Regions from separate parts of the Mus musculus genome. Here all the other regions are linked to region 6. Evidence: chromatin contacts called from public HiCAR-type, HiChIP or PLAC-seq and promoter capture Hi-C data. All regions are on one chromosome and are shown on one strand. Each heading gives the region's core, a stretch centred on a gene start, on an enhancer-like site or on the middle of the called end of the contact. The rest is flanking DNA. Distances are from core to core; before and after follow the strand shown.

What was found. Promoter capture Hi-C pulls out the DNA fragments that hold promoters and counts their contacts. HiCAR-type assays count read pairs that join an accessible place to other places. HiChIP or PLAC-seq counts read pairs in DNA pulled down with a chosen protein or histone mark.
Region 1: a contact with region 6 is called in an H3K4me3 HiChIP or PLAC-seq map of embryonic forebrain, with 14 times the contacts expected there. The contact joins the promoter of Tbc1d15 here to the promoter of Atxn7l3b in region 6. A contact is called at or near these places in 7 of 39 promoter capture datasets (the 3T3-L1 cell line, frontonasal cranial neural crest, hippocampal neurons and 3 more) and 4 of 115 datasets of contacts at active chromatin or transcription factors (astrocytes, embryonic forebrain, large pre-B cells and 1 more).
Region 2: a HiCAR-type map of astrocytes shows a contact between it and region 6, with 5 times the contacts expected there. The contact joins the promoter of Lgr5 here to the promoter of Atxn7l3b in region 6. A contact is called at or near these places in 2 of 39 promoter capture datasets (hippocampal neurons and liver) and 1 of 115 datasets of contacts at active chromatin or transcription factors (astrocytes).
Region 3: a contact with region 6 is called in a promoter capture Hi-C map of hippocampal neurons, with 12 times the contacts expected there. The contact joins the promoter of Tph2 here to the promoter of Atxn7l3b in region 6. A contact is called at or near these places in 3 of 39 promoter capture datasets (the C10 cell line, cranial neural crest and hippocampal neurons) and 4 of 115 datasets of contacts at active chromatin or transcription factors (astrocytes, embryonic forebrain, embryonic limb bud and 1 more).
Region 4: a contact with region 6 is called in a promoter capture Hi-C map of hippocampal neurons, with 5 times the contacts expected there. The contact joins the promoter of Zfc3h1 here to the promoter of Atxn7l3b in region 6. A contact is called at or near these places in 2 of 39 promoter capture datasets (hippocampal neurons and liver) and 3 of 115 datasets of contacts at active chromatin or transcription factors (astrocytes, cardiomyocytes and extraembryonic endoderm stem cells).
Region 5: a promoter capture Hi-C map of hippocampal neurons shows a contact between it and region 6, with 5 times the contacts expected there. The contact joins the promoter of Tmem19 here to the promoter of Atxn7l3b in region 6. A contact is called at or near these places in 2 of 39 promoter capture datasets (hippocampal neurons and liver) and 2 of 115 datasets of contacts at active chromatin or transcription factors (astrocytes and stem cell-derived neural progenitor cells).
Region 7: a promoter capture Hi-C map of embryonic stem cells shows a contact between it and region 6, with 3 times the contacts expected there. The contact joins the promoter of Rab21 here to the promoter of Atxn7l3b in region 6. A contact is called at or near these places in 5 of 39 promoter capture datasets (the C10 cell line, embryonic stem cells, hippocampal neurons and 2 more), 7 of 115 datasets of contacts at active chromatin or transcription factors (astrocytes, craniofacial prominence, embryonic forebrain and 4 more) and 1 of 9 other capture datasets (adipose tissue).

The regions. Positions count from the first base shown.
Region 1 is chr10:115,248,884-115,252,987 of GRCm38.p6, forward strand. Tbc1d15 (TBC1 domain family, member 15) reads right to left here and starts at 2,610. Exons shown (of 17, transcript NM_025706.3): 1 at 2,499-2,610. The coding sequence starts at 2,528.
Region 2 is chr10:115,586,276-115,590,293 of GRCm38.p6, forward strand. Lgr5 (leucine rich repeat containing G protein coupled receptor 5) reads right to left here and starts at 1,505. Exons shown (of 18, transcript NM_010195.2): 1 at 1,007-1,505. The coding sequence starts at 1,218.
Region 3 is chr10:115,183,191-115,187,000 of GRCm38.p6, forward strand. Tph2 (tryptophan hydroxylase 2) reads right to left here and starts at 1,832. Exons shown (of 11, transcript NM_173391.3): 1 at 1,595-1,832. The coding sequence starts at 1,699.
Region 4 is chr10:115,382,706-115,386,824 of GRCm38.p6, forward strand. It overlaps Zfc3h1 (zinc finger, C3H1-type containing), which reads left to right and starts at 2,254. Exons shown (of 35, transcript NM_001033261.2): 1 at 2,254-3,102. The coding sequence starts at 2,493. It overlaps Thap2 (THAP domain containing, apoptosis associated protein 2), which reads right to left and starts at 1,730. Exons shown (of 3, transcript NM_025780.4): 1 at 1,500-1,730. The coding sequence starts at 1,570.
Region 5 is chr10:115,360,726-115,364,565 of GRCm38.p6, forward strand. Tmem19 (transmembrane protein 19) reads right to left here and starts at 1,542. Exons shown (of 7, transcript NM_133683.4): 1 at 1,327-1,542; 2 at 1,084-1,234. The coding sequence starts at 1,213.
Region 6 is chr10:112,926,645-112,930,473 of GRCm38.p6, forward strand. Atxn7l3b (ataxin 7-like 3B) reads right to left here and starts at 2,382. Exons shown (of 1, transcript NM_001033474.2): 1 at 1-2,382. The coding sequence starts at 2,078. The coding sequence ends at 1,785.
Region 7 is chr10:115,313,238-115,317,255 of GRCm38.p6, forward strand. It overlaps Rab21 (RAB21, member RAS oncogene family), which reads right to left and starts at 2,354. Exons shown (of 7, transcript NM_024454.1): 1 at 1,957-2,354. The coding sequence starts at 2,109.

The sequences.
Region 1 (4,104 bases), core at 1,360-3,859, 2.3 Mb after region 6:
TCCTTAATTGGTGCCATAGGATAAGGACATTTATTCAGCATCCAAACACGATGTCTTGGGCTACAAAGCTAGCACAGCTGTTAAAGGTTAGGCTCTCTACCAAAATGACAAAACTATGACTTCTAAAACACGGTATTTCTCAATACCCAAAATAAGAATGAAAAACAGATAGCTCCCACCCATACCAAAATACTATATCCTAGGTTTTAAGAATATCCAACCAATCAACTTCAGGGAAGCTGAGGAAGCAATGCCAGCACAGCACCCACTCCCAGTCAGGCCACACGGGGTGCATTTAGTAATGATCCCCAGAACCCCACATAAGGCCGGTACTGTTACCGTATTACAGAGGAAACAAAAGCAGAGACTGGCTGAAGTCACTAGAAAGTGGCTAGTTTATAAAAGAAAATCTGGCTCGACTCTACACTCTTAACCATTACCTGTCTTTTATTACTCTGAATAAAAAAGGTTAATTTCCTTAATCATTTCCAGGCCTTAGATGCAAAGAAAAGCATGGCCATCTGCAGTTTCTCTCCACGCTGACAATTAGAACTGGCAGCCTAGAGTTTGGTCCTTCGGTGTGGGTGGGGCTTGCCTTGCCCAGTTTAACTTATCACAATAATCTTGTGTCTTTGTTAACATCCACGGAGCAGCCGGTGGGAAACGCAGCCAGGTGCATCGCATGAAGCAGATAACCCTATATTCGCACAAGCTGTCTCTCTGCATATAAACTGCCGATCTAATCTCCGTACCTAGTGGTGGTTCCTAGCCCACTGTGAAGGTGTCACTGACAGAGCCTCCTGTAAAACAGCAGGGCAGACACCCACACACAGAAACGCCCCCGAAGACATCTAGGAAACAAACGTTTTCATAAAGGCTTTTCTAGATGAGCCCAGCGCGGTGTCAATCGCCAGTTCCCAACCTAACGCCCGCAACCATTAACCATCTGGGTAATTTTTCGAACAGGACCCCAAGCTCTGAGGACACAGCTGCAGAGCTCCTAGTGACAGTCACCTCAGTCAAATAAGGTGATGAAGCAAAGTCACAAAAGACAAGTTAAGCTTGGGCAGTCAGTCTGTGAACGGTACTAATGACTGTAGAAGGTGGGCAGCCCCTTAGGTCTCAGAACTGCTTTATCGAGGGTTCTTTTCAGAATCCATGCAAACTGGAAAAGAGAAGTGTAGTTTAAGTTGTGAAGATCTCATCTTGGAAAGTACCAGATTGGCCCAGCCCAAAACACCAAGATAAACTTTCTAATTTGTAATGAATCAAGAGATGACTAGCACTCATCTCAAATAAAAAAGACCAAAAATATTTTAAAAGGGCAAGGATATAAGTATACCCTAAAAGGATGCCCAACCAATTTTTCGAAAGAGCAAGACTACGTAACGTATAAGCGCTTCTGTTGCGTCTACCCCTAAGCACTCCAATACAGGATGCCCGGCATCCCTTCCGTTCTGCAGATAAAGACGAAGAACAGAGAAGCCTCAATTATCCAATTTCCCAAGGTCACAATTCAGATCTGCACCGAAGATAAGGCCGGTATTTGTTATTCCACAATCTAAATCTGCACAAACGCTGTCAAGTTCAAAACGAGGAGAAAAGCAGCGAAACATACTACGTGGAACTGAAGGAACAGCGGAAGCTATCTGCAACAAGTAAACAGGTCTTAGTGCTCTGAGTCATTACCAGCCGGTCACTGACGTTTGCGAAATAACTCGCCACTGGGAAACGCAGTCAGGTGCATCGCATGAAGCAGATAACCCTATATTCGCACAAGCTGTCTCTCTGCATATAAACTGCTAATCTAATCTAATCTCCGTACCTAATGGTGGTTCCTAGCCCACTGTGAGGGTGTCACTGACAGAGCCTCCTGTAAAACAGCAGGGCAGACACCCACACACAGAAACGCCCCCGAAGACATCTAGGAAACAAACGTTTTCATAAAGGCTTTTCTAGATGAGCCCAGCGCGGTGTCAATCGCCAGTTCCCAACCTAACGCCCGCAACCATTAACCATCTGGGTAATTTTTCGAACAGGACCCCAAGCTCTGAGGACAGAGTTGCAGAGCTCCTGGTCAGCTCCTCTGCATGGTGACTCGACGCCTTCCCCCAAAGACGACAGAGAGCCAAGCAAGCCAGGGTGGCCAAAGGCTTTTTACAAGAGAAGGTTTTACGGTCGGAAGGGCAGACGTAAAGAACCAGAGTCACAGGGGGAAGGAACGGATTCAGGGGTCCCCGAAAGGATCCGCGCTGCGGGGCAGAGCCGGGGACAAACGCCCAGGCCTGCACCGCCTGGGAGCAGGAACCGTCTAACCCCGCGCTCACCCAGCCAGCACCCCGGAGGGGCAGCTCGCACCCCGCGGAGCCCCTTCGCTGTCACACGCCGGTCTCCTCTGAAGCCGACCTGGCTCGCCTGCCCCTCGGCGGCCGCCCGCCCGCCCGCCAGCCGCAGGCCACCGGTCAGGAGCACCCGCACCAGCCGGTGCCGTTACTCACCTTCCCGCTCACAACACCCGCCGCCGCCATGTTCCCCCGCGCGTGCCTGGTGATGACGTAGCACAACCTCACGTGGCTCTCGGACTCACAACAACATCCGGTCGGGCTAAAATAACATCCGGGCGGGAAAGGGGCGGGGAGGAGCGGGAACAGCAGTTAGGCGCATGCGTGGTGAGGATGCTAAGAGGGTGGAGCCGTCGTGCCGTACTGCGCGTGCGCGTGCTTCCCCCACATTTTAAATAGAAGTCTACGGCTTTTGAAGTTTGCTCGGGCGTGGCACTTTTAACTTGGGGAACGGCTGGCGAGTCTCTTGGGTGTGATGGAAGGAGCACCTTGTTTAGACCCAGAACACGATGCCACAGCTTTCTTGCTTTAAATAAGTCACGGTAAAATTGGAATCGCCTTGAACATCAGCCCTGGAGCTAATACACGCAGAGACTTTTCCCCTTGATATTAGAGGATTCTGAACATGAGTATTGTTGCTGTCACTCACGCATGACCTTGAGCATGGTATTTTTATAGGAACTGTAGTTACTACAAGGCCCTTTATCGCTCCAGAGTTCAGGGTGCCTCCACAGCTTAGTGGTTATGATTTCAATTCCTAAAATTCACCCAAGCATCTGCATGTAAAGGATCATGTATGGCCATACGGATCTCCCCCATGTTTGGAAACAGATCGGTAAACTATTAAGTTCAAAATCTAATTCCTTCTCAGCGCAGCACCCTGAGACTTAGCTCCGGTACACAATAAAATTGACATCTTAGAGCAGTTAGCAATAGTTCTCCACCTACCTAATGCTGCGACCCTTTAATACAGTTTCTCATGTTTTGGTGCGGACCCCACCCCAACCAAAAAGTTGTTTTTGTTACTACTTCATAACTGTAACATTACTGCTATTATGAACCGTAAAGTATCTGTATTTTCCTATAGCCTTAAGAGACCCCTGTAAAAGTGTCGTTTCACCCACACAAGAGTCGTGCCTGCCCGCTGAGTTAGAGCCTTTTCAGGCTGCCTGAGGTAACAGCAGAAAAACGTGATCTGCAGGTTCTGTGAGTATCAGGAATCTAATCGGGGAGGGAGGTGCCTAAGTCTTACAGGAGAATGCATGCTTAGCCCCAGGAGGGACTCTGACCACCAAATATCAGAGATTCCAAGCAAGCCCTAGATCCCAGTGCCCAAGTTCTCACTGCTCGGTAAAGCAACGCATCTGCCAGCCATTAAGGAAGCAAGAGCGCAGTGAGTTGACAGCGAGAGAGCACAGGGGCTTATCAGTAGACCAGACTTCCCCAAGCCAACTGATTGTGGGTAGTAACCGGAGTCTGAATAATCAAAACTAGATTCTTCTGCTATCTCAGAAGGATGGAGTAATGTGGTTAAAGGAGAAACCTCACTATATTGTCAAAACTTAGCAGTGTCAGAATATAATGCTAAGTAATAGCAGTTACTCTACAACTTTTTGTAAATTTTAAAGAACTAATGTCTTAAATATCTAACATAATATAACATGGGCCAAACATGCTAACAGTCCTGAAGACATCTTTTTTAATTTTTGTAAAATTAAAAATAAAACTTATTTCCTAGCTGGGTATGGTGGCCCATACCTTT
Region 2 (4,018 bases), core at 255-2,754, 2.7 Mb after region 6:
GGTCTCTGGGCCCCAAGGAACCGAGCTTCAGATTTGAAGGAGAGTCGGGAGGAGTACTTATCTCGGTCCCACAGAGATGAGTCGCTTCTGAGTCACCTCATCTAACCCACCACCTGTCACCCTCCCGCCTGGGCTTCTCAGAGACCACATTATTAAGGAACCGCAGCTTTGGTTCCACGGTCGGGGATTTGGACGCCATAGCAGGAGCAGAAAAGCTAGGACAATTCCCAGGGGCCGATAGAAAGCTCCAGGTCCCCCTTTGGATGTCAGCGGCGCCCCTGTTTACCCGCCCGGCTGCCTTCAGCCCACTTCCCTTAGCTGCGGCGGGGGAGGAGATGGTTAAAGATTACAATGTGGCCGGCGGCACTTCAAAGGGCGGTTCGGCCAGCCAAAGGTAAAGATAACGTTCTGGCAGCTCTAATCGGGGGTTTGTGGTTGCCACATTTTAATCACTTTGTTTAAAAAAAAAAAGGAAGAAAAAAAGAAAAGAGATTTCACCACACTCCAGTGTGTGGGGGGGGCGGTGTGTGCAGAGCAGCACCCCCCCGGGGGGGGGGTTGAAGAAGTTGTGTTTCTCTTGCAGGGAAAGTTTTTCAGCCCAGACGCAGAGGTCGCGCCTGTGAGCAATAGGACAGCCTGCCCTTGGGTCCCAGGTCCCTGAGCACAAACCCCCACTCAGCACACAAATGCGCACATTCGGAGGGACTGGTCCTGCGTCCTGCCAGGCGCGGCACTGCAAAGCAGCCTGCGCACCGGCTCTCTGCCCCAGTGCGCTTTAAGCTCCTTCTCCCAGGGTACAGAAAGCTAGGCTCTGCTCTGTCAGAGAGAGAGACACGTGCCTTTCTCTGGAGGCACAACAGGTCTGGTCAGAATGCCCTTGGCAAACTCGCCTGCCCCCTCCGGAGCAGGCGTGTGCCTGTGGGGAGCCCCAGCCGAGGTTTCCCACCTATACCCCATCCCTTTTGAGCTCGGTGCCCGCAGCGAGGCGGGGGGGGGGGTCACTTACAGGTAGGAGGTGAAGACGCTGAGGTTGGAGGGCAGCTCCGAGAGCCCCAGGTCCGAGCAGTCCACCCTGAGCAGCATCCTGCCATCCAGCTCACAGTGACAGTGTGATGGGCAGCCCCGCGGTATCGCATCTGGTCCCGGTGAGCTGCCGGCGGCCACCAACTGCAGCAGCGCCAGCAAGGACAGGAGCATGTGGACGCAGGAGGTGTCCATGGTGCCCGAGACTGGGAGCAGAGAGCAGGGAGCCTGTAGAGGGCAGCGCCGGGGCTGATGCAGAACCGAGGCGCTCCGGGCTCTTCTCCACCGGCTTCTGCAGCTCACCAGACGTCTGCAACCCCAATGGGCGTCTGCCGGGTCGTAGCCCCGTGGGGACCGCGCAGAGAATCGTGGTCCCACCGGCCTCGGGAGCCCTCTCTCTGAAGTCGCCGCAGTGGCTGTGAGCGTTGTTGCTGCTGCAGGCGGTCTGAGCTGTGTGCAGCAGCATCTCCGCTCGCACGCTCCTTTTTTAAAGCGCTCCAGCCAAATTGCGCGCCCAGTGACGTCAGCGCAGCCCTGCTTTCCAGGCACCCCGAGCCCGGCCTCGCTTTCCCTCCTCCCTCCCACCATCCCTGGACCCGGCTGCGCGGGCGGCTGGCAGCCTGAGGTCTTGGGGAGTGCTGGGCGCTTCCAATGGGTGGGTACCTGCACCCAGCGTCCCGGGCCCGGCAGGGGTCCCCCACCTGCACCCATCCTCTACAGTTCCTGGGTACCCGCGACTGAGATGTGAAAGCTAAAGGGGACTTGCTTCAAAACAACCTAAGGGGACACTTAGGGACTGAAAGATAACACAGGCTTTCTCTGGTCCATGTCAGATAACCTAGGGGGATGCATGCAGTGCTTGTTAAAAGGACCAAAATCTGATCCGAAAGATTGGCATCACAGAAGGAGAGCAGGAGTCCCCCGGGAAGATGGGTGGCCTTTTTGATCCTTCCATCAGGGCGCTGTCTGGCTCCCTCTTGCTCAACTATCAAAGCCTCAAAGAAATCGCTAAACAAATAAAACTAGTAAGCTGGTACTCCAGGGTCCTCCCAATTCACCCTGGACCAGGGAAGCAAACTGGCTTTAAAAAGGCAGCGGCCTCGGGGTGGGGGTGATATTCTCACGCTGTTCACTTGTGGAGGGATCTTAAAACCAAGAGCCACCCCACTCAGGTGAGTCTCCTAGGCCTCCTTTCAGACACCTTGGAAGAACACTAATGAAAGAAGGAAGTTCTTACACACCAACAGGGAATTCTGCTGGGAAAAAGGATGAGAAGAAAGAAGAACCTGAAGATTTGGTTCTCCCTCCCCCCCTCCATTCTTCTCTCCCTCCCTCTCACTCTCCCTCCCTCCCACCCTCCCTCCCTCCTCTTCCCTTTTTCCCTCCCCCCCTTTTGGAACTAGACCTCAGTGAAGTAAAAGTCGACCACACCTGAGCGAACAGCTGTGGATTTCAGGCCAAGCCTACTTTGCCAACTTTCCCCTCTGGACCACAGGAAGTCCGGTAGCCCTTTGGCATTCAAGTCCACCTAGATTTGATTCTTAGTCTGTCCAGTGGAATTTATCTGAGAAACTGAATTTTAAAAGCAGGAAGACTTTCCTTTATGTGACATATTTATCACCTTTTAGTCCTAGGAGTGGTTCCTAAACTTGCCTCTTCACCTGCCTGATATAGCCATATACGGATACATGCATATTTATGAACTTATATTATTTCATTTGAACCTATAGTCCGAGTATGGATTTTTGTTGGGTGAGGCCTGTTTTCAGTAAGTTTGTGTTTCTCCTTGATAAGGTTTGGGGGACGGACACACACACATGCACACACACACACACACACACACACACACACTTGCAGAGCGCAGTCATGGTCTTTCTCATCTTATTCATTTATTAAGGGAAGAAATCACAGCCTAGGATCTGGGAAGAGTAGTTCCATGGAGAACCATGCCATGAGTTAGACTTGGTTTCTGGGAAGCCAATGCATTCCCCTCACTGTGTTCTTTCCCTTACCTCCTCTCTCATTCACAATACACCCACTGCGCCTGTCCTCTGCCCACTCTCACTGGTTTTTGTCTTTTTCAGCCATTCCATCCACACTTAGACAATGCTGACTCATTACCTATTTTCCTTCCATTTAAAAAAATGGAACTGGAGACTCTCACTCTTTCTGTGGATTGCATGGGTACCTGTAGGGATACAATCGGAGATGTCTGCAGTGTCCTAGACCTTAGTTACCTTTCTTTACTCAAGGATCATTTATCTCAAGTGTTTAATCAACTTTAGCTTGATCCCTTTGAGGGAAGGGTCTAGGCATGCAGAAATGGTTGTGCCCACAATCTGTTTAAAAGCACCAAACAACGCCCTTTGATGTCAGTGTTACCCAAAGGAGCATAGCGTTGCCGTGGAGTGGGTCGGGTAGAACTGCATGTGAATCTAGATTCTTCCAGCTTCATGGTGCTTGATCGCAGACCCCAAATGAGCCAAGTCTCAGTAACCATTCCGGTAAAGTGGTGGAGGTGTTATTTATCTTGGTTGTTCTAGATGTTACAGTGTCTGGAACTTGGCCCATGCCAAATTTACAAGCCATCAGTGATTTTCCTCTTCTTTCTTTTTTTTTTTTGGGGGGGGGGGCAGTGTTGAAGCTTGTTAACACACGAAGTTGGGGCAGAAAAGTTTCTGATTTGATAAAACAGGAAGACAGATATGTCAAATAAAGATGGGGGCATCAATTACATCGTCCTTCTATTTTTCTTTTCCCCTTCTTCCCCCTCCCTTCCTCTCTCCATTTTGCATATTCAACATTTACCTCCCATTGGTAAGAATACTCCATAATTCTCCTTTTGGAGCTGCCTCCCAGACTTTGAATTGGTCAGCCTTATAGCTGACCCCAGGAGAGTGGCCTGGGTCTGATTGGAGGATTGTTGTGGATCCTGGAGTCAGAGGACCCTCACTCTGACTCCATAAGCTCTAAGACTAACATTCTGAGTTCAGAG
Region 3 (3,810 bases), core at 582-3,081, 2.3 Mb after region 6:
CTAACCATTAGGGGCACACACGACAATCTGAGTAATGACTAAGTTCTTCCAGCTAAGGATAGGAATAACAGAGTCTAGCAAAAATCAGAGCACACTGCAGAACTTGAAAAAACAAACCTAGGAATGTCCCATTTGACAGACAATGTAAGATTATGGTGCAGAGTTGGGCAAACAGAGATCTGTCTTCCTGGCTAATGGTGAGGTACCATAGTCATACCAGTCTACTACATCCTCGTGGAACTAAGACCTGCACATTTACATGGAACCCAGTGGTAAGTGATTTACCATTGTCTTCCTCCTATTTCACTACTGGCTTTATTTCCATGCATTAAGATAACCTCCCTCACCGAGTTTATATATAATAGGAATAGATATTTTATTATTTATGAGTTGAGGGAGAGAAGGAGTTTATGCTGGCACTGGTACTTGACAGTATATTTAGCCATTAGAAGCTCAAATGTCTTCCTATTCCCAACATCTGCTCCCCCCTCTCCAGGTAATGCCTGTGTCTCATATGTCTAAGGTGCATTTTTATGGGAAAGTGTCATACATTAACCATAACTGAAGGGCTTCGTGGTTTTCTTCTTGCCGTTTATTACAGCTTCGGAATTCCTCAATGTAACACCTCATACAAATATTCATGATACTTGAGTATTAGAAAAGCTATTTTACATTTTGGCCTCATTTTCGCAAATCGACTTAAATAGTGCTAAGAAAGTTGCTGTGACTGTTTTTCAGCGTTTGTGGGTAATAAATAGAATGGACATACTTGGAGCTATGGCATTAACCCAATTTTTCTCTGACGAGCTGAATTTGCAATTGGTTGATAAACAGGAAGGACAACGGTGAAGCATCCCTTAAAATTTTAATGACAGAACCTTGGATGTGTATTTTATTGCATGTTAGCAAATCAAACCACTGTGTTTATTAAAGCTCATAACTGTTGGTCAAATTAAGACCTAAACCTTTGCAAGAACTGTAACTCTTCAAATACCATTCTTTAATGTTAGTATTTTAAACACACACACACACACACACACACACACACACACACATCTTGTAAATATTGAAGCAAACAGAATGCTTCCTTAACTCTTCCATCAATTAAGCTTTAAAGGGAGAGTAATGTGGCATGCAGGGAAACCTTTGAAGGGCCCTGGTTCCTCTTTTATTCCAAAACCTGCACTTAATCTCAAGAATACACATATTAGCTCTGTAGGGCATAGGAGACAATATTGCCTTGTAGAAACCAGAGAGATGTATTTAATTCTTTCTCCCAAATCTTCCTTATCAGCCTTTCAAGTTCTATACTTTGAAGGAGGAGTGAATTTAGCACATTGGTTCACATAATCTTTCATTCTTCACGATAGGGAACTTCACTTTCTATTTGAGGAGAGTTTATCTCCCAGCAACTCGCCCAGCTGCTTGTACTTTGTGGAGAGCTGAGGCAGACAGAAAGGAGGCAGTAAGACAAGACGACTGAGGAAAAGGGAGTTGAACTTCATGCTTACTCTACAGCAGGTGTCCATATGGTGAGGTTAAGACCATTGATGCCCTAGAGAACACCGGAGACTGCCAGATACTCGATACTCACTGTTAAGCTGCCAAGTAGCTGATGATCTTCTGGCACAGCAGAATCCAAGGACAACCCTCTCCTGGCCCAGTATTTACTGGAAAACATCATCATTGCGGGCTGCATGGCTCCCGATGTAATTTTCTTTCTCAGCAGCAGGGGGGACCAGAGGGGCGGCCTTGGCAGAGATGAAGGAGGAACTGCAGTGGCAGCTGCCTGCTCGGGGCGCTGTCCAGAACCCTGGTGCTGAAGAGCAGTGCGCTTCCTCCCCTCCCCGTGTTCCTTTATATGAGTGACTGAGGACTGATGGAAAGCTGATTAGAAAAAACTCATTTCTGGTTGCTGATGGCCACAGTCAGATTACACGTCTGAAGCTTGGGGTTATCTGTGCTCCTGATGAGATTTGTTTGTTTCGTAGGTCGAGTAGCTCTTTGGGAAGAGATGGAGGGGAACAATACATCAGGGTTATTATTTTTTTTTCTTGCAACAAAACAGCCGTCGTCTAATTTTGAATCTCAAGTCTGCTATTGGAAGGTTACCCTCCGTCTTTAAGTAACTATGAATTTAAGTGCTTTGTATTTTATAAAAGTAAAAAAATAACTTAAGAAAGGCTTTTCTGCTGGCATGACGTTACATTATGCAAATTTTACCTGTGTGTGTGTGTGTGTGTGTGTGTGTGTGTGTGTGTGTGTGTGTGTGACGGCTTTCATAAGAAGTCTGCTTCCAAAACCCATGGTGTTTCCATGTAGAAGGATATTCAGGCTTTTGAAATTCGAGGCTTGAACTTAGCTCAGATGCTAACCTTCTAGAATGTTCTTCATTAAGTAAGAAATATATGGAAATGAAATGCCCATAGGCCCATCATTCCTTTGATACTCTTCTGATACAATTTTATTGCTCTCCATCTATGACCTGATCAGACCCAGCAATTTGACAGGCATAGACAAGATTATATTTGTACTTTTCCAACTTTAGAAAGCCACAGGAAAGCTTGACAATCCTTTGAAGAATGGAAAATTCTTAAGCAAGAGCACATGTTTAACTGAAGAACTAACCAAAATCTGGGACCTATACAGTTTGATTATGTAGAAAGCAGAATGAAGGTTCTTCAAAGCAAGACTGTATATGTTAACATTGGTTGGATTTTAATTGTTTCTGGAGACTTGAGGGTTTAGGATTTTTGTTTGATCCAACTCTGGAAATAATCATCCAGCTTACTTGTCCTCTGAAAACCAGCACTGAGCAGCTAATAGGAAAAGCAAGTGTTAATAAATGAACCGAAGTAATTATGAAAAATGATGGTTGACAATGCTAATTCTGGACACTTTCTATGCATGTTTGTATGTCAGAACAGTCATCATAACAACACTCACAAAGAGTTACTGATTGTGTGTGTGTGTGTGTGTGTGTGTGTGTGTGTGTGTGTGTGTGTGTATGCATGTGTGTGTATATATGTGTGTATGTATACTAAGGCACAAAAGCTGTAGGTAAATTAACAAAGGTTCACGTGCTCACACAAATAAAGAATGTTCAAAGTAGGATTTTAATTCAGGCAATTTTGGCTTTCTCTACCATTACACTGTACAATCTCCCCAAGTACTCCAAATAAGGAGAAGGGTGTGAAGAAAAGTGGACTCAACGGATCACAGACTATAGAGCTATACATAAGAACAGATGTATAACTCAAAAACTTTTTGTTGAGCTCTGAGTTTATATTAAGCATTGGGAACTGAATCCTGAGGATGCAAAGAAGTGTCCAACACAGCACTGACCCACAGAGATCACAGTCCATCTGAGAGAATCAAGCTGTGCAATAACCAAGTAGAACAAAGAGTGTCAACCTCTCTGCAGAAGACACAAAAAGCACAAGACACAGAGTGGTCAGTACTACATATGCTATGGAGTCCTAAGACTCTTGAGGGAGTTATTTGAACTGAATTTTTTAAAAGTGATTTTGGCAGTGTCATAGGTAATGGAAAACAGCAAGGGGATGGTCTAAAATATAGGGAACAACATAACAAAATGTGTAGGAAACCATTATTGTTCGAAAATGGTGTAATCTAGATGTAGGGAAAGGATGACAAATTTAAAAGAGAAGCACCATCTAGCGTATGACAAGATTTCCATGATGCTGCACAGCCTGGCACTTTATCACCTCTTCATGTAACTGAAAGTTGATTGGAAAGGCTTTCTACAGTGCAGTCATGTAAACATAGTAGCATTTTAGAACACTAGTA
Region 4 (4,119 bases), core at 1,004-3,503, 2.5 Mb after region 6:
CTCAGGCTGGCCTCTTCTTCCTCTGGTCTGGGGTCACAGACATGTACAAACACACCAGGCTTGGTTGGGCTCCCTTTGTTACAGCTCACTCAGCTCCCCTCTTCCAGTGCTCCTGTACCCCTGTACCCACAATGACGGATGCATCAGTGTTTATTTCAGTTGACATGTAACGTAATTTCCCCATGAAGGAAACAGCAGATAGATTTAACATTCTATAAGGCTTCCTTCTCATCAAATTCCTCTCTGGCGATGTGCAACTGGCACTTTAAGTATCACTCTTAACTCTCTGCAGCAGCCAGAAGGCTTTTTATTATGTAAATCTAACCGTGCCCGTCTTTTCATAGTCATGGGGCTTCTTCAAGTACTCTTGGAACAAAGTAGAAAACGCTTTAATATAGAAGACCAAATCTCTGTCATCCTTTGGTGTCATCTGACATGTCACCTCTTTTGTGAAGTGTCCTTTGACTTTCTGAGGCTAAATTAGGTCTCTCTGAAAGTCTTTTCTGTGGCACTCAACAGAAATTATGCCGCACTCCTCTATTCAATTCTAAAGTCCCCGAGGGTAAGAACTATCTACATCATTAGCATAATGTCCGGCAATTAGGGACCCAGTGTACATTAGCTGTAAGAACGAATAAAGCACTACATTTGCATGAAATACTTTAAAAACAAACATCAGAGGGATTTTGAAAGTGGCAGCTTTTAGTTAGGGGATGCACGTAGTAACAGTGAGGTAGGAAAAAGAGCAAAGATATTTCTAAGATCACAAGGTATAATGGTACAGCATATAAAATCAGAACTGTTTTCAGTTTAGTTTTCAGTATTTCTTTTCTTCAGGCAGTTGGCAGTTCTAGAAGGAAAGGTGACCATTTACTGAGTGCCGCCTATTATATTCAAGTCGGTGTTCACATGCTTTGGAGTTTGACTTAACAGAATTAAAGACATGACTGTACGTTCAACCTGTGTGTGAGTGCGTGATTCTGTTCAAGAGAGAGTTTCTATTTGCTCTTTGATAAACATTGCTTAATTAGATTGACTCAGTTACCATGTGTGACTATTAGAAATGTTTCCCACGTCAATTCCAGTAGTGAAAATTGCCTAATCTTAACTCGAACTCAGCAGGCTTCTAAAGTGATTTGTTGGTTTGAACCCTTATGGCGTCATTCTTCTTAAGGCATGGTCTAAGATATAAAAAATAAAAGAGTAGAAAATAAAGGTATACTCATCACTTTTTAATGCAAGGCATAGTAACTCGGGTTTCTTTTTCTTTTCTTCCTTTCTTTCTTTTTTTTTTTTCAAATTTGGTAAACTTTCCTCGGAAAAGGAGCAAATGTTTCCAGATGTGCGGACCCACACACAAAGGACAAGAGCGAGGCTCCCCTTGCTCTTCGCAGCTGGGCAAGTGACCAAAGTCAGAGGACCTTGTTCTTCTGACACGACCGAGACTCAAGACTGCCTAGGCTCCCGTTTCCGTCACCCCGCTCCCCTCCCAGGTTTACCTGTGGAAGCTGATGTTAATGTGCTTGTTGTAGGTAGCAGCACAGCCCGCCGCGGCGCAATTGGTCGGCATTTCCCCGGGCCCCTCATTCGGCGCCACCTTACGCCACTTCGGAGGCGCTGCCCGCTAAGCAAGCTTCTGTCAAACGCTAGACAAACGAGGCAGGCGACCCCGCGCCGCCAGCTCGGTGCAGAGCGCGGGGAGGGCAGAGGGGCGTGCACAGTACCGGGGTGGGAGGGAGGGCCCACTCTCCTGTCTCTTTATTAATATGGCGGGCTTAGGCCTGCAGAGCCAACGTGCCGGAGCTCCGGGCGCAGACAGTCGCCTTCACCAACATGGCGGCCACACCCGCTCCCCGCCCTCCCCTACCTCCCGGGGTCCCAAAGAGACTAGGTCCAGCGTCTCAGACGGGGGCCCCCTAGCAATGAATGAGAAGATGGCAGATGTCTTCCCCACCGACTAATGACTCTGAAACTCAGGTCTGCGGCTGAAAGAGCATGTCCGCAACCCAGACACTAACCCCTTCCTTCCCCGCCTGCCACCTCGGACGGGATGCTAGGGGACAGTTAAGACTGCAGGGACACAAGGGCGAAGCCTGGAGCAAGAGGAGACTACAAATCCCAGCCAGCACCGCGGCGGACATGGGGGTGGGCGCTTCCTGTCTCGCAAGACTCGGAGGGTCGCCTTCCGGCGTGCCGCAGGAAATGACGCTCGGGACCCGGCCTCCTTCTACAGAGGCTTTCTCGCGAGGCGGAAGAGCAGCAAGGGGGCGCTAGGAGAGGGAACTGGCGAGCGACGGTCCGACGAGCGAGAGAGAGCGATCTGGGGTGCGGGGAAGTTGGGGAGCAGAACCTGCCGGGCGTCCGAGCACGGGAAAGGCCGCGCCCGCCGGGTCCGTTAGGACAGAGGGCGGAGGAGGAAGGGGAAGGCAGGCGGCGGTCGGGCGGTCCCCGGCCGGAGGGCTTCAGGTCGTGTGGCCAGCGCTGCACTCCGGATGGCGGCCGCCGCCGATCCTTCGACCCCGGCCTCTAGCGGCCTCTCGCCGAAGGAAGAAGGGGAGCTCGAAGACGGGGAGATCAGCGACGACGACAACAGCCGGAGCCGGAGCAGCAGCAGCAGCAGCAGCGGCGGCGGGCTGTTACCGTACCCGCGGCGGCGGCCTCCTCCCCCGGCCCGGGGCGGTGGATCCGGGGGAGGCGGCGGCGGCTCCTCGTCCTCCTCGTCGTCCTCCCAGCAGCAGCTGAGGAATTTCTCACGCTCACGGCACCCGGCCGAGCGGGGCCAGCTCAGGGGACCCAGCAGCTACCGACCCAAAGAACCGTTCCGGACTCACCCGCCCCCAGGGCGGATGCCGTCGGGGTCCCTGTCGGAAAGCAGCCCCCGGCCGTCCTTCTGGGAGCGGAGCCACATCGCCCTGGACCGTTTCCGCTTTCGAGGCAGCAGGCCTTACCGGGGTGGGAGTCGCTGGAGTCGGGGGCGAGGAGTGGGGGAGCGAGGAGGCAAGCCGGGGTGCAGACCTCCTGGAGGAGGAGGATCAGGAGGAGCGGGATCCGGATTCGGCAGCAGCCAGAGCTGGCGAGAACCCTCTCCACCCCGCAAGAGCTGTATCCTTAACGTGGCGGTCCGCCCTGGGTGTGTCGCCGGAGCTCCCTTTGGCGTCATGGCTAGGTCCCGGAGTTTTTTAACTTTTCAGAACCACTCATTTCTCTCCCCCGTTCGTCGGCGGTTGTCACGGGCCGCACTCCACCGCTATTTTCGTAGGCTGTTTGACTGAATGGGTGCCTTTTGCTTTTGGATAGGACTGTGTCATGGATTCGGGTCAGCTAGGGAAATGAAATACAGTCTGGGTTTTTAAACAGGACACCAACAGCCCAAGTTTTGTTTGTCTATTTGTTTGTTTGTTTCTTTTTTGCAAGCCCTGGGATTTCGTATTTAACAGGAAATCGACTTAGATTATTAAGGAAAAGAAGTACTCAAACATCTGGAGGAATACTGTTACTTTTATTACGTCCTGACTTTAGAGTTCGTAAAGTTTTCCTCTGTAATTCTTACTGTTCTTGTGATTTTTTTTTTCTTAAATTTGTAGTTATTCATCCCCGTTGCTGCCCTTTGTTTTCTGTGTTTGTGTGTGTGTGTGCACGCGCGTGTGCAGATCCTTTATTTTTACCAGTTTTACAATTCAGCTCTTTTAAATTCATAAGTAGTTTGGAAAGCTATATGCATTAAGTTCACTCTCCTATGTTGGCTTTTTGGCTTTATAACTTTTTGTGTTGCTGACATGTAGGTCAGAGAAAGATAAACTTCCCAGCACTTTAAGCTTAGTGTGTTAGAAAAGGAGAGATGGATAGGGAGGGTATGGGCTAGTGGAGAAGAAATGTCCTAATTTCTGCACCCTCTCACCTTATTCTCAGTTATCTTTAACATTACTAAGTTTACTCGGGATTTATGCTAAGAAATTGTCAAAAGCTTTCCTGTTTTTATGAGTTTATATGTCCTGACTTCTACTTTTTAAAATAATTTACTAAGCACTCTCATTACTGGCTATAATTCCCATGATGTGATGACTGTTTAATATATTTTCTATAAAATGTACGTCTGACACTTGATTGGAAGATACTCAA
Region 5 (3,840 bases), core at 292-2,791, 2.4 Mb after region 6:
TTGCACAGCAAGCACACCCAACCCAGAGTCACTACCTCAAGTCCCCGTTTTGAAATGTTACAGATCTCACTGGAATGTTGGCCCACATAATTCCAGAACATAGGAGCCTGAGACCAGAGGATTTGAATTTGAGATCACCCAGGGCTACAAGCTGGGGCCTTGTCTTAAAACAAAACAACCCAAACAGGCAACAAACAAGAGTTGGATATGGAGCAGCCTCTGAACACATGCATGGGTGCACAGTATATGCAAAACCCTGGATTTAACCCCCCCCCCCACTCTAAGAGCCAAATCCAAAATAATCCTTTAGAACCATCACAGGACCAAGGTATATAATCCGAATATATTAATGCCAAAATGAAATCCATCAGCTTGTACAATTAATATATACTAAGGGAGAAAAGTCCGTAAAGTCTTGTCTTATGTTGAAGTGTCCTGTAAAGTCATATACGATGGTTGGAGGTTGTAATCCCAATACTCTGGAGGCTGAGACAGGGATCAGGAAGAATTCAGTAGCAGGAGCAGTAGTAGGAGCTAAGACAGCAAGATTTGGCTTCATGAGAGCAAAGATGTACCAAGAAGCCAATGGAAAGACCAAGTGGCTGCAGGGTACGGTGATGATCAAACCGGACGAGCAAGAGGACAGTGTCTGCACGAGACCTATCTATTTGTGTGAAGTGACAAATTCTTCAACTTGCAAATGAAAAGACTGTACCTCCTTTGTTATTCTCACGGGATTATGAAACCGCTACACCATGGCAAATCTTAAAAAGATAAGCATCCCCCAAATTGTTTCACAAAACTACCTTTTATGTCTCCCCCCCCCCCAACTAAGGTAAACAGAAGTAATTATTTGAGACATGCGTTTTGTGATAGGTATCATTAAATATCAGCACAAGAAACATCATGGAAGGCTGTAAAGTTCTCTAGACATTGTTTATCTTATCACCGTAGCAAACCAGATTCAGGTTTCGGCAGTGAACATAACTGTTCTTAACCATTTACATATTTTTTGGATTTTGAAGTCGTAGTTTAAAATTCCACCCATTAACTTCTAGCAAAACTTAAAACACTTTTACTTACCATAATAGGTGCTAGCAGTCATTGACATAATCCAGAACGCTAGGGAAATGCAAATGATCAGGCTCAGTATTACTATATTGGTAATCATCTTTATATACCTTTTGCACGTAGTGTCGTCACTATCTGTCATGGAAAATAGAGCTACGAGCACCTGAGGGGGGGGAATAGATAGCATTTCAGATGAACCAAGTCATTCAAGTTTCTTGCAACAATACTCCTTTAGAGGCATAGAGAAATACCAACATCTTCCACCAACCGAACGACAAAATAGAATCGTAAATCCAAAACGTCTAGTCACTGCTGCAGGCGCAGCGCTCCGGCTCGACCCGGGGAGGTTAACGCCGCCCTTGGAAAAAGAAGGTGCAGGGAGGATGCACAGAGGACCCGCCAGGCCAGCAGGGAGGCCGGCAGCTCCCACCTAGAGGGACCCGGAAGGAGCACAAACGACCGGTGGCCAATGAGCGGCCAGCACCGCGGAGCCCCGCCCCTCCCCGCCCTCGGACCCCCCCCCCGAGCTCCGCCCCCGCACGGCGCGCTCCGCCCCCTGGGCCCCTGCTCCAAGTCTGCCCCAGCTCCACCTCTGCCGTACGCTGCCCGGGCAAGCGAACCAAGGCTGGGAACAGCGCGGGCGAGCGCCTTTACGTCCCCACCCCGCTGCCCCGGGAGTCGCTCTGGTCTCTCCGCGACTCCCTCCGTGTACGCATGCGCAGCAGCCCTGCTCCGCTCACGTGACTCGTCGAGGCGGAAACCCGGCTTGAGTTTGCTTAGTGTCTCTTTGCGGGTCGGAGTGCTGTTTCTAAAGCACCTCCAAAATAGACGTTAGGACAAATTAGGTCTTGGGATTTGTGGACAGCCTAGACTTGAAAAAAAAAATGTCACCAGTAAGGGTGGTGTGGGTCACTAAAACCTGCCATTGATGGAATAATGAACTGCGAGTGAATTTAGAGCCAGTAATGGGTTGTAACTTATGAAGCATTCATACCAGGCGATAGGGTGTGGACGACGTAGGAGTTTATCGTTAGAAGCGAAATTACTTAGAAAGTAGCTTAAAACAATGGCTTGGCTCTTAACCTGGGCCAGACTCAACTGGTACTGCGGTATGTAAACATAAATATAGTTCCCACGGTTGAGCTTTTGTATAATTACTGTTCTAACACACATTGTGGAAGTGTCTGTCCCCATCCACTCTATCTGTAAAAGTAACTTATTCGTCTGATGTATTGTCCTCTTGTAGGGCTCACTGTTGAATAAGCTCACCCTTTATAGTTCTTTCTAGAACTCTGGCTGTCTGGTTCAACCTAGCTGTTCTGGCTCAAACTCCTCACCAAGCTGCCTGATTCAATCTGGCTTCTCTCAAGTTCCCATTGAATTGTTCTGCCTAGCCTCAAACAACTCTGGCATTTTGTTCTAATCACCTGGCTCCTTCTTGTTCTCTGGCTTTAGTTGACTCTGCTCACCTGCAATGAACTTCATAGACTTGAAACAAACAAAAACCACAACCCGAACTCAACTGCAACTGCACCGCACTCCTGGCACTGCCTCCCACCTCTGACTAGCTGTCTCTCCCTGCACTGGGGCTCTTAAAATAGCTTCTCTTTCCTGTGCTGTCCTTGTAAGATGCATTCTGTCTCTGACTCATTCTGTCAAATCTTTCGATCTTTGTTACTTTGTCTGGCCCTCAATTAGACATCACTTTCACACCTGGCTCCTTCCTTCTAAAAACGAATTTGACCTTAAAGGACTGTACTCAGGTTGTATCCGTGTTCCAGGCAGAGGGGTTAAAGGGATGTGGCCTGTCTGCGATCTAGCCAGATCATAAAGATCTAGGTCTTTGGATGTAATCCCTTGCTAGAGGAGCCATCTTGCTGGATTAAAATTCCTCTACAATTTCAAGGGTGTGTATCCTGTCCATTCATTTATACAGCAGACCATCCTATTCTCAGATAATCCGAGTCTTGGGACTGATTTCACCTTTTATACATGGGTACTATTGTGCCAGTCCCATGTGGTTCTGGGGATTCAAATCCTGTTCTCAGGCTTCTACAGAAAGCACTTTATCCACAGTGCCATCTTCCCAGCCCCAGTATCAAAACAAAGATCTCACTAGATGTGGTGGCGCATGTTATTAATCCCAGAACTCAGGAGGCTGAGGTTCATTGGGAGTTATTTTGTCCAAGTGAATAGTAACAAGCTGACAACCACATATTTCCGAAGTGTTTCCAGCTACTTGTTGACAGTGTGGGAGGCAATGGAATTATTTAGATATTGTACACAATTGTGACATAACCCAGTCAACCTTTAAAAGCTTACATTTCCACTGCTGGGGGAAGGGCTTTTTCTTTCCGGTCAGGCTATATTTCTTTTGATGTACATGGGATGTCTGGTGGCTGAAACCATTTTGTATCACGGTGGGACACATTTGTAAAACTTCATGCTATTTTAAATTTCAAAATATATGCCAAGACTGTTTTTCCTTTGGTAGAACACAAAATAGTGGCTTCAACCAAAATTATTATATATCCTCTGTTATCTATTCTTTATAGTGCAAAGACTGGTCTGATTCCATGATAAGCTTCAAATTGGCAGTTAAGGAGACTAGGCCTACATTTCTGTTGCTAAGAACTGGGGAATTCCAGGCAAGTCCAGACCTCAGAAGCTGCCCCACCACTTGGCCTGAGGCAAGGACAATGGGTCAGCAGCAGTGTCCAGATGTCCTCAGCTGCTTCCTCAGTCAACAATTTCCAGGAACCCCCCCCC
Region 6 (3,829 bases), core at 1,132-3,631:
TGCCTTGTAAATTTAAAAAAAGGTTGTTTTTTTTTTTTTTTTTTTTTTTTGTTATTTTCCCATTCCAATCCAAACAGAGGGAGCCATGAGAGATTCTCCTCTAAGGCTTCCATAAAAACAGGTAAAACAAAACAACATAAAAATTTAAAGTTAGAAAACGAAAACGACAACAAAAGGAAAAAGGAAACTTGTGTAGGCTTCGGAGGAGCAGCACTGGAAGATGAGCTGAAATTGGTCGAGAGAAAACCTAGTGTGGCAAGCAGCACCTGGAATCATGAGCTGCACCAGAGAGGCAGTGGAGCAGTGACAGGAACATGGCCAAGCCAGACAGATGAGGCTGGACCCTTTACTGGGGCACAGAATGAGGTAAGAAAACATTTCAAATAAAGCAGCACCTTTCTTTTCTGCTCACCTCAGGACTCCCACCCTCCATAACCCCCCATTTTAGGGACTGAAACAGACCAGTTTTGATATGCCACTCACTTCCCCTTTACTTCTAACCCTGCCTCCAACTTTCCATCAAGAAATATACAGCCCCTGCTGGAAGGAGGTTCTGAGGACCAAGTGATGAACTGCTGTTTGTGAGGGCAGAGAAGGTGGAGACAGTCTCAATCAGCACAGCAGAGGTCTGACTGCCCAGTTGATGAAGGAATTCTGCAACCATACCAGGTAAACCAGGCCTGTTTCAGGGCTCTTAGCATTAAACTCATTCACATTATTGAAGGCAGATGGAAAAAAGTTCCCTCCTGGCTCAATTTTTAAACAGCCTCCTGCTCTGCCATGATGTCCTTCTGTAGGTCAGTGGTACCACTGGAGGGCAGCGACCTGTCATAATGATCAAGTCAGACCCATGGGCTGGTTACATCACCAGTAACTCAAAAGTAGGAAAAAACCGTCCCACCAAACTTATGTCCGCAGTATGTAATTCAAGACATGAGTCTTCCAGTTGGACATGATGTGCAGTCGCGGAGGTACACTTCATCCTCATAGCATCAAAAGAAAATCTTCAGCTGTTTGAAAACCACCTTGTCCTTTGCCAAACCTTTGCCACTCAGTAGGATGGAAAGACAGGTCTTCTGATGAGCCAAAGGCAAGGCCTTGTCCCCACAAAATGCTGGACCTTTGGAAAACAGGTGATTTGGAACTTCTTGAAGACAAGGGCACAAGGGCTTCCCATCGAATTCAAACGGGAATATTAATATTTTTAGTATTTAAGTCACATACCTGACTTCTATTTGTATCAAAGAGGCCCAATTGGAGGCTTAGAAATCAGAGGAGCAGTCCACCGAAGCTGACTGATCAGGGCCTGACCATCAACACCATCTAAAACTTCGAAGGAGGCCCATGACATCAGGCAGATGCAGAATCTGAGAAACAAATAGAATTGTATAGGCTGGGTACACAGCTGCTCACCTGTGTACCGAGGACAGTTCAGGGTCCTTGCACATCCACATGTATTTTATACAGCTCAAAATACAGCACGACGCCTCTGGACCTTCTTCTGCCCAGGATTTCAGAGCTGGCATGGGAGACCCTTTCAAATGGACCGGGATTCCTAAATTCTCCTCTTTGGGTGTTTTGTTCGTTTTACGCCTTCTCGGTTTTTTTTTTTTTTGTATTTTAATGCTAAGATCTTGAAGGGGGGTAAATGGGACTTTTGTTTGCTTTTCCTTTATTTGTTGATTTAATTTTTTTTCTCTCCAACTTAGCTTATTCCTCCAAAGCCACGGGGACCAGTCTCTATTATTGTCCTGGTCACTGTGTCGCCCTCTCTCAGGTGGTGACTACTGGAATTCCGGAGGTGAACGCTGCAGCTCCGTCTGGGGCCCGTCCCCGGGATCCCCAGGAAGGGAGCAGAGCGGGAGGCGGCACGCGCCTTTGTCCTCCACTGGCTGGATGCCGAAATCCTTCACGCTCCCAGTGTCTGCAAACTCCAGGTAGAAGTAGCCACACTTGACCGCCCGGTGCACCTCAAAGCAGAAGCCCAGGCAGGAATCCTCTATCAGGTCTACATAGATCTCCTGGGCGATGGCCTCCAGCTTGTTAGTATCCAGGTTGGCCAACGAAATCTCCTCCATCTTAACCGGCAAGCGACCGTGCGGAGGGCGCTGGCTTTACTCACGGCACACTCGGGCTCCGCTAGGCCTGCAAGGCCTCTCCGGGCCTCGTCCTCCGGGACGGCAACGGCGACGACGGCGGCGTCCGCGGCGACAGCAACCGCCGCTCCGGAGCCCCAACGCTCGCTCGGCTGCGACGATCACCCAAGTTCGGGATTCTGAGCTGCACCCGAGCCCGGCTCGCCGCGAAAACCGTCTCGGCGCCTCACCCAGCCGTTCGGGCCTCTTCCTCTCGCTGACAGTCTGGGCCCGCCCCCCCACTTCCGCCCGGTGCTGCGCCTGCGCACTGGCTCCGCGCGGAGGCTGGGCTTGGGCTCGGGCTCTGGCGCAGTTCGCTGGCCTGGGAGCACTGTTGGTCTGTGCGAGCCAGTGGCGACAACTGGCATTCCTGCCTGTGTCTTTTTCTCTCTCCCGGTTCATAAAATGTTATCGACGATGCTATGGTATTTTGTTTAGGGCTTTAAACGTTCACTAATGCGTTCACCTGTGTTTCAATGATTTCTTACGTAAAAGGAGGAATAATAATTACTTGTCCAGTTGTGTAATCAATCGAATAATGATTTCAGGCATGTTTATCCACATACGACTGAAAATTTGACGTACAGGATTGGCTTGCAGTAATTTACAGTACTGCCGCAGTTGTCATTTAAATCCACTAGATGATGCAAGGAAACAAATTGCCCTATAGTTTATCTTTGAGGCTTTCTTTGAATGAAAACAACTAGAATCCTGACACTAAAGGCATAATTCAAATATATTGATCAAATAAACCTAAGGCATTTATCTCACTTATAAGACCATTAAGTCAGCGTGACTGTAAAGAAATGATTATATACGTCTCCAAATGTGCTACAAGATAAAAATGATGTGCGCTTAGTTTGGGGGAGGCAAAGAGGAGGGGGAAGACTTTCCTAAAGTTACACTGCTTTCACTGTGAGAACTGGAACCGTCCCACCAAATCCTCTGCAGCCAGCTCCTAACAACTTTTCTCATTTGACTCAAGCAAGTCCTTATTCTGTCACTGATAAAACACACTACTAACCACAATGGATCAGAAGATGCTAGCTAGCTATTCCTAAAAAGATTAGTTGTGAATTCAAACATAAGGAAATCACTGTATTCTTTCTTTACTTTTTTCTTTCTTGTTCATTATTTGATCCTCCTCTGCAACTGCTCTACTTTTGCAATTTATCAGAAAGAACTGTGGCTAAGGAAAAACTCAAATCCTCCTTTATAGCTTTCTTATGCAAGATTTCCAGATTAGAGAAAAGCATAAGATGATCATATTTTCCTCAGTACAGAATTACCTTACACTGATTGATTTAGAGTGCAAACTATTTGTAAACAACTGTATTTTCTAGTTGTCTATTTAATTAATTTAGATCTCACAAATTGGCAGATACAAATCATTTAGCTTATGCTACTTAATTTTTTTCTGCCCAGAGTTCTTTTTTTTTAATTTAAAAAAAGACAGAACTTTAAAAAAATTGGACTTTTGTATAATCTAGATGTTCTAGATTCAAAAAATTAACGTATTGACACATTGTGGGATCTGGACATACAATAAACCATGTAATGTTTAAGAGTACATGTTACTGAATCAGACTGCCTCCTACAGTAGATGCCTATGCGAATCTTGTATTGGGATCTGTTTTCTTGACATTTCAGGAATAGGTGTCATCACATAGTTTTGTAGTGAGACACATAGCAAT
Region 7 (4,018 bases), core at 1,104-3,603, 2.4 Mb after region 6:
TACAGATGATACAAACTTCTCTGGGGGGGGAGGGTGAGAACGAGGTGGGGAACTGCTACCCCCCCCCCCCCAAGGAAGGAATCCCAGTGCAGTTTCCTTGTGTTAGTTAAAACCTTGGCTTCTGTAATGGAATCCTTACACTGTCTACACTGAGTCACATAAAAATCTCAGCTGTGATGTTACCTGTCCTGAGATCCACCATAGCCCACCTTCCCAGTGTGGGTCAGACCGGCTTCTTGCCACAGACCTGGAAATCATTCATCACCTTTAGCACTGAGGCGTCTTAGAAAATATATAATGTGAGCACAATTGTTTTGTGTGTTCTTTTGAGACAGGGTCTCACTGGGTAGCACTAGCTGGTCTGGAACTTATTCTGCAGATCAAGTTGGCCTCCAACTCAAGAGATCTGCTTGCTCTGCCTCCCGAGTCCTGGGGTTCAGGACAGACAGGTGCCGCCACCGCTGGACTCCACAGTGCCATTTTTAGGCTGAAGAGCTAAATTAATTTTCCAGTTAAGCTTTCAACTGCAAGACCTTTTTCTTTCCTCTTCCAGTGTAGAACAAAGAGAAGTGTGAAATGGGTTGTTTATTAATCTCCAGAGGCGGTGAACCATACCGACTCAAATCTAGCCAGGCCTGAGCAAGCGCGGGCTCCGCCATACTGTTTATGTGGGCATTATCACCTGACATTTCTTTCGGTGTTAGGCTTTATAAGGGATTGAAAACAGGTGTAAAAATAGGGACGGGATCAGAACTGGAGCATCCTTGCACACTCTACACTCAGTTGTTAAATAATTGCACCCGACATCAAATGTCACACTCATTAGCTTATGCATTCCAGTAGCATCTGTGTTAATTAAGATCTATTGTCAAGTCTGAGGGGTAATAAGTGTTTATCCCCCACTTCAGGTGCTAAGTGCGTTTCCTTATTTACCTTGACAACTCTGTGCACTAGATATAATCATTATGAGTACAGTAGCAGTAGAAACCCAGGGATGCACGGTTAAGCAATTTACCTAAGATCACGGGGCTATGGAAATAAATGGGGGTAGGATATGGATCCAGACGCCCAAACTCAAGATCACTAGCTTTTTTAGCCTCTGGACAGTCTGATCAAGACATGTTAATAGATAAATTCCTTCGAACACATGCAAACTGATTTTTTTTTTTAAGGAGACCAGGGAGATCGCAGATCCTTCAATGGCCTGGTTTCACTTTCAATTACATTGTAACACTTCCACACTTCCAATGGAACTGTAGAAGAAAGCCAGCGTTTTATGGCCTGACAGTAAAGAAAACGTGTAGCAGCAGTGCCTAGATTTTTTTTTTTTAGTTTGAAGACCGATTGCTGGCCACTACGCAACACGATGTTTCAACGCGGATAAGATCAAACCCCAAAGAATAAGGAAGCCACACGTCCGGACACAAGAAGGCTGCAAAGAAACGGGGTAACCGACAAGCAGCAAACAGTCGTTTAAAACAAAAACAAAAAAACCCTCCAACGACGGGTGTTTTACCACTCCATTTACTTTGAAAGCAGGACAAAATGGAACTTGCATAAACACTTAGTCATCAGTACGCTCTGGAAGTTACAAACCACCTCGTTCGCAAATTCTAATCCGTATCCGAGTTCCTACTTGGCGAAGAAAGAAGAAGGGCTGATGGTCTCGGAGACCACAGAGTGAAAACACCTGGTGTCCCCAGCCGAAGCCCATCAGAGGGGAAAACCAGCACGCAGACCGGGGGACTCCCCGACCTGCGCAGCCTCCACCGGCAACTGGGGACTTTTCCGGGTCCTCTCCCTCCCCACTGTGGGTCTTGACATCTACCGTGTGCTGAGGCCCGCGGGTCCCCAAAGCGATTGCAAAAGGCAATGGGAAGGCAGGGAAGGGGGTTTGACAGGCCAGAGGCAGAGGAGCGGGCGCGGGTCCCCAGCCCGGCTCCCCGGGGTCTGCACCTGCAGGGTGGTGATGTGCTTGTCGTTGAACTTGTTCTCGCAGTAGCGCAGCACCAGCGACGTCTTCCCCACGCAGCCTTCCCCGAGCAGCACCACCTTGAAGGAGTAGGCTCGGCCCGCCGCCGCCGCCGCCCCGCCGCCGGCCGCAGCCATCCCGCCGCCGCTACCCCGCCGCCCGAGCCCAGCGCCGCGCCGAACCCCGCACCGCCGCCGCCGGGGCGCCCGCTCCTCCCGGGCCCGGCTCTTTCACGCCCCGCCGAGCCCGGTGCTCGCCGCGTCCTTCCGCGGGCGAGGCCTGCGAGGGCCGAGAGAAAGTCCCAGAATGAAGGGCCCCGGCCACCACGTCAGGGACCCGAGGCTAGGGGAGAGCTGCCTCTCCTCCCTCTAATGGCGTCTCCTTCCTCCTACGTCACACCCCTCGTCACGTGACCGCGGTGGGCGGAGTCGGCGGCGGGCGAGCCTGGGCCTGTTTCCGCGTCCGCACGAACCGGCTCAGCATCCCGGGAATCCTGCGGTGGGAAGGAGCTGATCTTTGCGATCTGACCCCACTCTGATGGAATAGAATACAGGACATGATCGCCCGGCCCGAGGAATGGTCCCAAAGCGGATAGCCATCACACCAGGGGTCATCACACGCAAAGTCCGGCCAAGGTGCCCTTGAGTCTCTTTCTCTGGGCGCACAAATCCGGGCTCATGAACTTTACAGTTCGTCCACACGGCCAGGTCCTCGAGTCATCGTCCAGGTCTCAGCTTAAACCGGAAAGGCTTCCCTGACCACCCAGACCTTCCCACATCCTTCCATCCCTCTTACTCACTTCCTCACCGAGATATTTCCTAACAATGGTGCGCCTTCTTTATCGCTGCTTGCCACACTCGGTGGAATTCCGATTCGGTTGTAGGTTTAAGAGCAAGGATTGCAGAAGACTTAACTTCTCTCCGTTTCCAGCCCTAAAAGCCCAGGCTAAGAATAAATGCGGTCCCATCATCAGTCATCACTCCTGGTTCCCCAGGATTTCTGTCTATGCTGAGTCCACTTTGATGGGTCTGGTTTATTGGACGATTGCTTATTTTTTCTTCCTGTGTTTCCATTTTATTTCATGAAATACACTTTCCAAGAAAGCAACCTGGTATTTCTGAAATTTTGTAGTTTGGTGTCACTTAAAATAAACTTTCATCTCATCAGACTAATTTTACACTTCAACTTAAAGGCAGCTCATTCGTTCATTCAACGAGGGCGTGAATGTAGCCAATGCTTGCCATTCTCTGTGTCGCATTAGATACAATGTCTCTGTCCTCAGAGAGCTTACATTTTTAACCAAGGAAACAACGCATGCGCAATTTACACACTGCATGCTTTTTAAGGAGAAGCAATTCAGAATGTTTTACAAAGATACATGGGAAGCTAGCTGAGTTAGCGTCCTAGAAGAGCTTCCTGGAGAAAGCTGCCTTTTGTTAGGAGTATCTTCGGCAAAAAGGAGAGCCGTGAAGTAGAAAGGAGCATCCGACATTGACGTGTGACAAGAAGTCAGACAAGAAATCAGAGACATTACCTTTAAGTTCAAGGCCAGCCTCTTTTGAATTGTGAGCTCTAAGCTAATTGGAGCTACATAGCAAGACACCATTTCAGTAATAATAATAATGATAATATTTACAATAATAATGCAAATAGGAAAAGAATTTGTGATGTAACTTGCAAGGTATCAATTCAAAAACAGTCTTTAACCTGGTACAGAATGTTATCGGGTCCTTTTACAAAATTATAATTAGAAAATTGGACAAGGCTAAAATTACGTATGTCTCTCTAGAATCAATCATTTATAAGATTATCTTGTCAATTATTTTTATAAATGAGATTATATTATCTACTCCTTATGCTGCGTAGTCTTACATCAATTTGACATACAAACTAGAGTTATCTGAAAGGAGGGAACGAACCTCAAATGAGAAAATGCCACCATAAGATCCGGCTGTAAGGCATCTTCTCAATTAGTGGTCAAGGGGGTGGGCCCAGCCCATTGTGGGTGGGGCCATCCCTGGGCTGGTGGTCCTGGGTTCTATAAGA